3 separate regions of the Acanthopagrus latus genome follow, and regions 2 and 3 are each linked to region 1. A link is a contact called in public Hi-C data. All regions are on one chromosome and are shown on one strand. The core of a region is the stretch at or near the end of the contact, and the rest is flanking DNA. Distances in the headings are between cores, read along the strand shown. Region 1 holds the start of LOC119008686 (cyclic nucleotide-gated cation channel beta-3-like). Region 2 holds the start of LOC119008904 (matrix metalloproteinase-16-like). Region 3 holds the start of LOC119009006 (proteasome maturation protein).

Region 1 (3,210 bases), core at 314-2,813:
AAGCTGTCAACGGGCAGTTTATGTCACTCATGCACCTCTTTGTTGTCTTAATGACATGATTTTCGTCTTGATCAATATCTCCGCCTAAGAGATGCGCACAAAGGTTGTTACGTCCATTTGAAGCTTCATGAGAAAAACTACAAATGACATATTCCCCAACTTGCTGCGACTCTGTCTGTCTGGAACACTGGAGCTTTAAGCAGAGGTAGAGGCCGGTCATCACAGAGAAACCCCTGCCAAACACAAAGGGACATCCAGTAATTTCACTTCTAAATGTTTCCCCAAATGAGCGATGACTTACCCTGCGGCTTGTCCACCGTCTTGGCCTCATTCTCCTTATTAGCTGGCTTCTCCTCCTGCAACACAAATCAACATTTCCCACAAAGTCAGACACTTGGCTTCATTAGTCAAACCGCGGCCATTACAGAGAGACGTTTTAATTTAGGGAGCATGTTTTTTAATAACACTGAATTTAGCATTTGACAAATGGCTCCCCTGCCTGATGATAGACTCTTTTAAAAACAGGCTCCGTTGGAGATGAATAGAACTCAAACGTGCCCGTTGGGTAACGAGTGATCTCAATGAGGTCCGCGTAATGAAACAATTTCATTTGATTCTTTTTGTTGGCAAGAGCGCTAAGCAAATTGAATGGATGGAGGAGCAGATAAGAAGCCTCTGCTGTGATCTCGGAAGAAACAAATGTGACCAAACTCGCTGTATTACAGGCCGGATGCAGCGCTTTAATTTTCTGCGGTCATGCTTGATTTCGGTCTTGGCTGCTGTTACTGCCACATGCTGATGAACAATATGAAGGTTTTGAAAACTTGTAAGAGCATCGCAGGACAATCCAAAACCCTTTGAGATTGGAATAACAATATCTTAAAATGAGTATACAGCATGTTTTTTTCTGGCTCCAAAACAAATCTTACCTTGGCTGGAGCTGGAGCTGGAGCAGGAGGTGGAGCCGGAGCCGGAGCCGGGGCCGGGGCAGGGGCAGGGGCAGGGGCAGGGGCAGGGGCAGGTGATGCTTTGGGGGTCCCTGAAGCTGCCGGTGGCTGCGGGCCACTGAAAAGGCCCTTAAACTTGCCGAACATGTCCACAAACCTACAGGTGCATCTGTTTGCAAGTGACTTGGCAGAGAATGTACCGACTCCTAAGGAGCTGAGAGATCCCACTGCTATGACTGCTTATAGCTCCACTAATGCTCTTGCACGGAGGACAGCCCCCACCACCACCAGTGACATCTAAGCCCATCACCATCTCATATAAGATCCCAATAGGCTTATAGGTGACCACAGGCAGGGCTGAGACACCCAAGGACGGCTTTAACCATTACACTTACAGTCAAACACTAATAAACACACTGATGTCACACTGTCAGAATGACGCCTGTGCCCTGAGGGAGATATAATGTGGTATACCGAGGGGAAAATACATGGTCAAGTTAGAGATCAGAGTTAATCCAGCTAGTTAAACTGTTAGGATTTTAAAGGGTAACGCCACCATTTTTACATATTGAAGTGTAAACCTTTTGTGGCTCCAGAGGAAGCGGCATGTAATCTGATAAACTGCCTCAACTGATGTCACCCACTGGCAAAGATGCATTGTGGGTAATGTAGGCACCAGGTTTTGTAGTATTCTTTAATAATTGCAAGGCCTTCTACAAATTTAGAGAGGGACCACCAATCCCAGGGCCCTCTGGGATGTTTTAAGTAGTAATTAGCATCCTTACAGGTGAGGACACGGGCATATTAATATTCTTCTTCATTGCAGTGGTGTCTGGAAGGCTTGTTTCCTCTTAGAAACATTCAGGTTTTATGGTAGATGATTTTGAAAACATTAAAAAGTGGAATCTAGATCCTGTATTACTGTGCGCATGTTTGTCCTTGTGTATATGCCTAAAATGGCTCCACCTTACACCACTTGTAGAAATGGGCTACACAATGGCTTTAAAATCTGGAAAGTTGAGCAAAGTTTGAAAAGCCCGCATATGTTTTTTTTACCTTTGCAGTAGCCTACAGTGCCTGTACACACCATTACACCTCACATGAAGAACACATCGAGCTGACTTCATAATCAGCATGATATACATAAGAGGAAGCTATAAGCGAGGCTATTTTCACTCATCAATCTCTCTCCATTGTCATTTTCATTATCTTTGCATATTTCCCTGTTCTCATTTAGCCCTTATCTCAGTGAGACACTCACGCACTCGCTTGACGTTCAGAATAAAATTACACCACCATCGCCCACCCACTCGGCCCATATTCTGCTGTACCATTCCTCTTGTCACGCTGGGGGACGACCGGCGAAATGCCACGGTGACGCAGACGGGGCTCGACTCAGCCGTGGGCTTCGTGTAATGTATCTCTGAGCGTTCTCAAGGACCATTGACTTGTCTGTGGCACAGGAGAGGAGGGGAGGGGGGGCTTGCAGGAGGGAGGCAGGCGAGTGCCGATGCACTTTTTCGAGGCTCTCCATCTTTCGGCTGTCCAGTGATGCAGGGAGATAGGTCATTAGATCCTCTCCATCTCTTCCATTAATCTAATTAAGCCTTGGGGGTTGGGCCCAGGCCCTGACATTGCTGCAAAAGAGCAAGATGCGTGTCTTGTTTTTTTGTTGTACTTGCTGTGCAGTGAGGCAAAGGGGAAGAAAATCCTTTAGTGTACTCAAAATGTTCAGACTGCACATGACTCACGTGGAATAGAAGAAAAATTTGTTTAAAGGAGGTGATTGAGTGCATTTGTAATATAATGCCGGACTGAACCCTGATCCTTCACCTGCTCTCACTCTTCGCCGCACCGCCCTGACCCCAGGAAGCAGGCAGCTGACAGTTTCAGCTGTCAGTCAGTGGCAGAGTGACAATGGACCCTGACAGTGGCAGAGCCGGAGGTAAATTTATAGCACAAAGTGGAGGAGGCTGAATTCTCCGGTGGCCGGTGACGTATGACTCATCGCTCTAATTGGTGTAATACAGAGCAGCTCTCAACCAGGGGTCTGCAAATTATAAGACAGCCGAACCAAGGGAGGCCAATTCACAGAGTAATCATAGTGGCAAATGCCACAATGATTACCGCTTTAACAATGCCATAAAAATCAAGCACTGTTCAGTTTCTGCGTGAGGGGTCCCCCTTCAGTGGAGGGAAGTGGGAGGAAAATGGCCGTGATTTGTTCTCAGAGAAAAGGCTGTTTGAAGGACGGCATAGGAAA
Region 2 (3,396 bases), core at 405-2,904, 180 kb after region 1:
GAGAGGAAATTCGATGCGAGGGATTGTGTAGGATAATTACAAGTGAGGGCAAAGGATGTGGGAGAGGGGGAATGTGAAATATGACTGCGATTATATGCCGGACGTTATCAACAATCGCTTGAATTTAGATTTTTAATTATGGCTAGATCTCGTTGAAAAGCTTGGGTCAGTTGACGTCTATTTGGCCCAGAGTTAAGAGACCATAGTCAAGACAGCGCGCAAGACAAACCTTTTTTTTTTTTTCTCTAACTTTCTTCCTCTTTCCGTCATGTGAGCCTGCACATTCTAACTGAATAACCTGTAGCATCTGGACTGAATCTGCTCCCTGCCTCTCCAAAGGGAACAGCGCGGCATGCCAAGCTTGCAAATCATGTGGAAATGTGGATGTAGGACTTAAATGACTGTCAGTAGACATGCCAGGATGTTCCTGTGTTGTGTGTTTTGTGTGTGTGTGTGTGTGTTCAGCCAAGTGTGAGAGACAGGCGAGGGGGCTGGCAGTGTCACACTTTATGATAGCCCAATCAACTGTGGCTCAACAGCATCTTTGCTGTCGAAAATAATAAAAGGGCGTAAAGTGGACGGATGTGCCCTTGATATAAAAAAAAAAAAGAAAAAAAAACGCAAATTAGGGTCCGCTCGCATTAGCTCTTGACAGGAAGAAAAGTCAAAGGGAATAAACATCGATTCTCTTTAAAGGCTGATTGAGTGTTAAAGTTTATTGGCGCAACACTTGTAGCCTGAAGGCTTTTAACAATCCATTAAGTCGAGATATCAGATGGGAATAAAAGCTCCCTTTGAAAAGAAAACCTTTTTTTCCTCCCTTAGTTAAAATCTCATCTCACTGCCCACATTGTTGCTTGTGAACCCATCAGATCTCTTTCTGGAGAGTTTAGCCTCAGAGCATGTGCTGCATTTCATATAAGAAAAAGGCACCAAGTGATACTATCTGAACGCTCTGTAGTGGAGGCTCTCATGTTCGGTCTTAAAAACTCCCTGAGACACAGAGACCTGCCCAAGTGTTTGCCCCACTGACAGATGATTTCTCTGTTGACTTTGTATTGAATTACACGGGCATGTGGGCTTTTGCAAGGGGGGGAGATAACAGCATTACAGTTGACTAAAATTAAACCAGTTCTCGCTGATGTCTACTAGGGACATTTTCTTATTTATTTATTTATCTATTTATTTTGTAAATCAAATTATAGTGAAAATAAGCAACTCCTTGTTTTTCTTAGCTTAAATGTTGGTCGGTTTTTAGAACACACAAACAAACACAAGCCAGTGGTGGGAAGAGAAAGAGATTCCTCCAGAGAGAATTCAAAAAGTGGAGGAAAAAGGAGGGATGGAGGTGCGACCCAGCTGGGCATCTCCCAGCCCAACAAAGACCCTGTTGTTGGTTAAAACATCACACCACGGGGCCACAACATGGGCTGCAATGTGGCTGAGGCACATTATTCTCCTGAAGGAAGACGAGATAGGATATTAGCAGTAAAAGAGGGGGGACAACAAATAACGGTCCCGGCTCTTACCTCCACGCTGAACGGCTGCTCCTCTCCGTTCACGGCGCATAAAATCCACAGCAACAACTGCAAGCATAACGTCCCCATACAGCAGCTACTGAGACATCTCCTCCTTCGGAGCGCCGACAGAACCATAGTGAACCCCGCCGTGGTCGCTTAGCGTCTCAGTTTTATTTACAGTCGGCACGAACAGACGGACAACGGGGATAAATCCTACACGTTTAGCAGCGACATAGCCGGCTGTCTCGGTGCGTGTCTCTCTGGCGGAGCCGAAGGCAGAGGAGAGGAGAGCAGGAGGAGAGGACAGGAGAGGAGAGGAGAGGGGGAGAAGGAGCGGATTCGTCGACCGCTCGCCCCGCCGCTCTCAGGAGGGAGGTTATCCCCGGGGAAAGAGTCGCCGTTAGTGCCTGTCAGCAGCCTCCCGGTCCCGCAGTCCCCGGGTGAGTCCTCCGCTACACCGGCCGTTGTTCCAAGCGGACGCGTCCGGCTCGTTTTCTGCGCCGCGCGGCATAGCTGCCCGTTTTCAACCGTTGTTTCCCACCGAGTGCGCATGTGCGCGCTGGCACGAGCACCCCCCCTCCCTTCCCAAAATCCCGCGCCCCGATGCAGATCCTGCTACAAACACAGTCCTCAGCACTCACAGCCACGGGTGAGCTGTTTTTCATGAGCTTCGGGCTTGCTGTTTTAATCCCCCCCCAGTCCGTTCATTATAGCCTACTTGGTCTTGTAACTAAACTCTTCATCATGACATTGTGCGACTCTTCTTTTGGAAACAGGACGCGCTCACTTTACCAGAATCCAAAGAAAGCTTGTGACCATACAGGTAGAGATATGAGCTGAGCGGAGCTAATGCTTTTGCTGTTATTTGCTGTCCCCATTAAACACATTACATGTTAAGGGTTTTACAAGACTAACATATGGCTTATTAGTGGTATATTTATCAACTGAAAATTAGTGTAATTGCTGAAGCATTGGTTTAATTAAGTTAAATTACCCTTTCATTGACATTAATGCCTCAATAAGTTGCATAAAAAAACACTATAAATCAAACTAGCTACATAAGAACGAAGAATAACGATGCCTTATGTTGTCCCTTGTGAGTTTCTGATGTTTTTGAATTGCTATTGTTCTTCTTTCTGTCCTCCAACGCACAGCTGCATGTAGTGTCACTGTTTTCCTGCCCTGTGTGTGGGGTTTTTTATTTACTGTTGTTTTATTTCAGGAGTCCATCAGCGCCACTAGAGGGCACTGAAAGGCCCAGTGCCTCTTTCAGCCCTCAGTGTGCTGGGAGTGAGTCTTCCATGGTACCCTGAAGGGTCATCCGGGTGTCAGCGCTGTTTGCAGCAGATGACGATGATGCCGTCCGTGGTCACTGCACTTACCGTAGAATAAATGATGCGTTCAGGGCACCGAGGTCTTATCATCTTTACATGTACAGAGCATAATCTTTCAGTTGTACGTCTCACACACTGGTATTAAGATATGTTACGTAAGTTATGTTGCCTGTGTAAAGAGCAATACATGATTCATTGACTTATGGCTCACTGATAATACACACAAATCCTGAATCTACTAAAAAAAAAGCTTTCTCTGTAATCCCAGATAATAGAGAAGGGTGAGATCTTAAGAGCCCCATCAATGATTTGTGTGTGAATGAGTGCGCGTGCCAAATGAGAGTTAGGTGAGCCGCACCATTAGCCCATTGATGAGGTTTCAATTTGCACGCGCCTCACCGCTTTCCTCCGAGGAATTCTCACCGATCGCACTGAATGGAAAACTCCCGTTTGAAGTTTTTGAAGAGCATCCGCAGCGCCGCGGTCGGGACCGCAACTGTTTATCGCAGCGATCGCTTTGACCCCTGAGTCACCTGCGAGTC
Region 3 (3,086 bases), core at 331-2,830, 250 kb after region 1:
CGGCTAATGATCTGCTTCAACCAAATATGTTTGAACTTAGCTCATCTCTTACAATTCAGATTACTCACATTTTTTTCTGACAGCTCCAGCGAGTGGCTCGGTAGGAGCTCATTCTTTACACTGGAAAAGCTGGTTGGGGAGAGAAGAAATGCAACAAGCAGGTGAAAAGGAGCATCATTTACATCTGTAAAAATCTATGACAGGGGTTGTCCAAAGTTTTCATGACTGAGGGCCAATTTAGAGAGCAAGTAGGCGCTAAATATGATGCATGCCTGTCTGAGGTCAACAATTAGACAAACTCGGACTTAAAAACACCCAACTGTTACGGCAGCTGTCACACACCAACTACACCAAGTCATTACAAGTAAATGTTCAGGCTAATTGGTTGTGTCTGTAAAAATACTTTCTACATGTTGCTCTCTCTTATGCAGATAGTCACTCTCAAACCAAATATCTAGCAGTTTTATTAATTTGTAACATTGCACAGTATATACTGTATGTAGTGTATATGTTTATAACATTGCCTGAACAATTAATTTTCAGGCAAATAATGATGATTTGTGAATTACCTTAAACATATTTATTTTTCTTTTTGTCCTGGAATTTCTTTGGAAGCAGTGGTATATATTTTCTACATGGATTGATTAGTCTATGTTTGTTAAGAAGGAGCACTATATAGTTTGGGAGAAAGAATGAACAAACTATTTTAGTGACTAAATAAACCAACTGGCCTTGAAAGACAACAGAGTTTCATACTGTTTGACTGTGTTTATAAGTGGCGGACCCTGCCACCTTTCTAGCTCCAAGGAGTGTTCTGGTGACCTTATTTTCCTTTGAGACGAGATTGTTGTAAATAATTAATACCTCTTTAATAATGTAAATATTAAAAGTCTCAGTTTGAATTTCTACTGAGAAACTCCATAGTTCCCCCTTAAAAGTAAGACAATTAACACTGAAACAGACATTGAGAAATCTCATTGGTTACATATATAGTAAATTCAGATTATTGATTGTGTCTTACCCGCTACGCAGAGAGTCCTGCACTCCGTAAGCCCCGTGTGGACATAAGCCTGCCACAGGGACACTGTCTTTGAGCTGAGAGCGGAGTCCTCGAGTGTCCTGTGACAAACACAAACCACACACGTCCACCGTTTACAATTGCTGACATTTCGTTTACAGACGCAGAGAGCTCAAACCACCTCTTCAACCCTCTGCGAGCAAGTTAAGGAGCATCATGGCTAAGCGCTAACTAGCATTAGCTCGAGTGACTAATCAAATTCGCGACTAATGGATTTCCGAGGACACAAAGGCAAAAGACAAATGTACAGGTACGTGAAATGAATATGCGTTTAAATGCAGGCAACGATGTCGCACTAACTACTGTGGTTTGGGCACGATAAATTATAATAAATGGGAAAAGACCGCTTCCATACCATATTGATTCCGTTTTTTCCACTTTCCTTTCGATACACTGCAACATCCGGTTGAGACGCGTTTTCATGACGACACATCCGGCGTAAGCCGGTAACGTTTATAATTTGGTTTTTAAAAACAGGACACAGTGGCACAGATCCTATCACTGTGTGTGTGGTTGGGTTGATTTTAACCACTTCGGACGTCACGACACCGACTGGCTTTTCACACTTCTCAACATTAACACAGGTCATAGTTAGCTTTGTAGATTGGACCTGCTGACTGACTGTTGTACGGGGGTATAGCTCAGTGGTAGAGCATTTGACTGCAGATCAAGAGGTCCCCGGTTCAAATCCGGGTGCCCCCTCTTTTTAAGAATGATACGTAGAAGGTAGTTTATTTGATATTTACAAAAATGCAAATGCTTTAACGTCCAAATTTCCACGAATTTGGTATATTGTCTCATACAGATTGCACCCTTGACAGGAGTTCTACATAGTTTTAAAACACAGAATTATGACCATCAATCATGCTGTGAACATTTGTTTAAATGGTGAAATTTTAATGTATAGAAATAAAAATGACTCTCTCTCTCTCTCTCTCTCTCTCTATATATATATATATATATATATATATATATATATGTATATATATATATATATATATATATATATATATATATATATATATATATATACATATATATATATATATGTATGTATGTATGTATGTATGTATGTATGTATGTATGTATGTATATACACATACATATGTGTAAAACCTCTTTTTTGAAAGAATGGTTTCTTACTGGTTTAAATGATCTGGCAATTCAGTTGTACTAGAGTCTAGTCTATGATCCCCCCACATTATTTGTCAGCATGCAAATGTTATTTCTTTTCTTTCTTGATAAGAAATGAGAAAGGTTACACTATCATCAGGTTTAGAATATATTTATTTTATGAGTATAATAATCCAACATAGTGTCTGATACAACTTTTGAAGACACAATGCTTAAAAAACAGGATTGAGAGAAAACACAACGCTGAAGTTATGAGTGAAATCAATCAATCAGATCCTTGAATCCTGTTCAGTTTCTCTTCAGGGAGTCTGTCTCCTGTTTCTTCAGGTACTCAGCGCCCCATGAGAGAGGAAGCAGCTCCTCCAGTGTCATCATGGTGTAGGATCCATCCACCTTGGTCATGAAGACGGGGATGTCTCCAAACTATGAGGAGAGCGATGAGATTTTAAAGATTGAAAAATAAATTGCTCTGCTATAAAACAAAAATAAGACCGGTTTTATGATTGCTTTTAAATGCTGGATAATGTGCGGAACTGCAATACCTCCCTGATGACCTGTCGGCAGGCTCCACAAGGAGGGATCACCCGGTCCTCAAGATCACTGCAGGGAGAAATCAGATGAATTAAAGTCTGGTCTCTCTCTCAGCAGCAAATGTCACACGCATGCCGCTTTATTAAAGACATCTCTGTGAAAGTAGAATTCAAATCCGAAGTGTGAATCTTCACAATCACCAAACACATTAAGCCCAAATTAAAAACACGTATATATACATATGGTACCTGGAAACAGCAATAGCCTTAAATTTCCTGTGACCCTCAGAAACAGCCTTGTTTATAGCAGTCCTCTCTGCACACAGGCCGAGGTAGAAGCACGC

What was found. A called contact is a pair of places that touch in the nucleus more often than the background predicts.
Region 2: a contact with region 1 is called in a Hi-C map of muscle, with 3 times the contacts expected there. The contact joins the promoter of LOC119008904 here to the promoter of LOC119008686 in region 1. A contact is called at or near these places in 3 of 4 Hi-C or Micro-C datasets (liver and muscle).
Region 3: a contact with region 1 is called in a Hi-C map of muscle, with 5 times the contacts expected there. The contact joins the promoter of LOC119009006 here to the promoter of LOC119008686 in region 1. A contact is called at or near these places in 4 of 4 Hi-C or Micro-C datasets (liver and muscle).

Annotation. Positions count from the first base shown.
Region 1 is chr19:8,871,182-8,874,391 of fAcaLat1.1, forward strand. LOC119008686 (cyclic nucleotide-gated cation channel beta-3-like) reads right to left here and starts at 1,564. Exons shown (of 17, transcript XM_037079281.1): 1 at 930-1,564; 2 at 302-356. The coding sequence starts at 1,094.
Region 2 is chr19:9,047,031-9,050,426 of fAcaLat1.1, forward strand. LOC119008904 (matrix metalloproteinase-16-like) reads right to left here and starts at 1,655. Exons shown (of 11, transcript XM_037079631.1): 1 at 1,530-1,655. The coding sequence starts at 1,655.
Region 3 is chr19:9,117,912-9,120,997 of fAcaLat1.1, forward strand. It overlaps LOC119009006 (proteasome maturation protein), which reads right to left and starts at 1,581. Exons shown (of 6, transcript XM_037079850.1): 1 at 1,434-1,581; 2 at 1,022-1,119; 3 at 69-129. The coding sequence starts at 1,511. LOC119009007 (cytidine deaminase-like) reads right to left here. Exons shown (of 5, transcript XM_037079851.1): 3 at 2,992-3,086; 4 at 2,755-2,812; 5 at 2,376-2,635. The coding sequence ends at 2,501. It overlaps trnac-gca (a tRNA gene), which reads left to right and starts at 1,709; the gene lies at 1,709-1,780. It overlaps LOC119009008 (a long non-coding RNA gene), which reads left to right and starts at 1,127. Exons shown (of 2, transcript XR_005071603.1): 1 at 1,127-1,328; 2 at 2,540-2,707.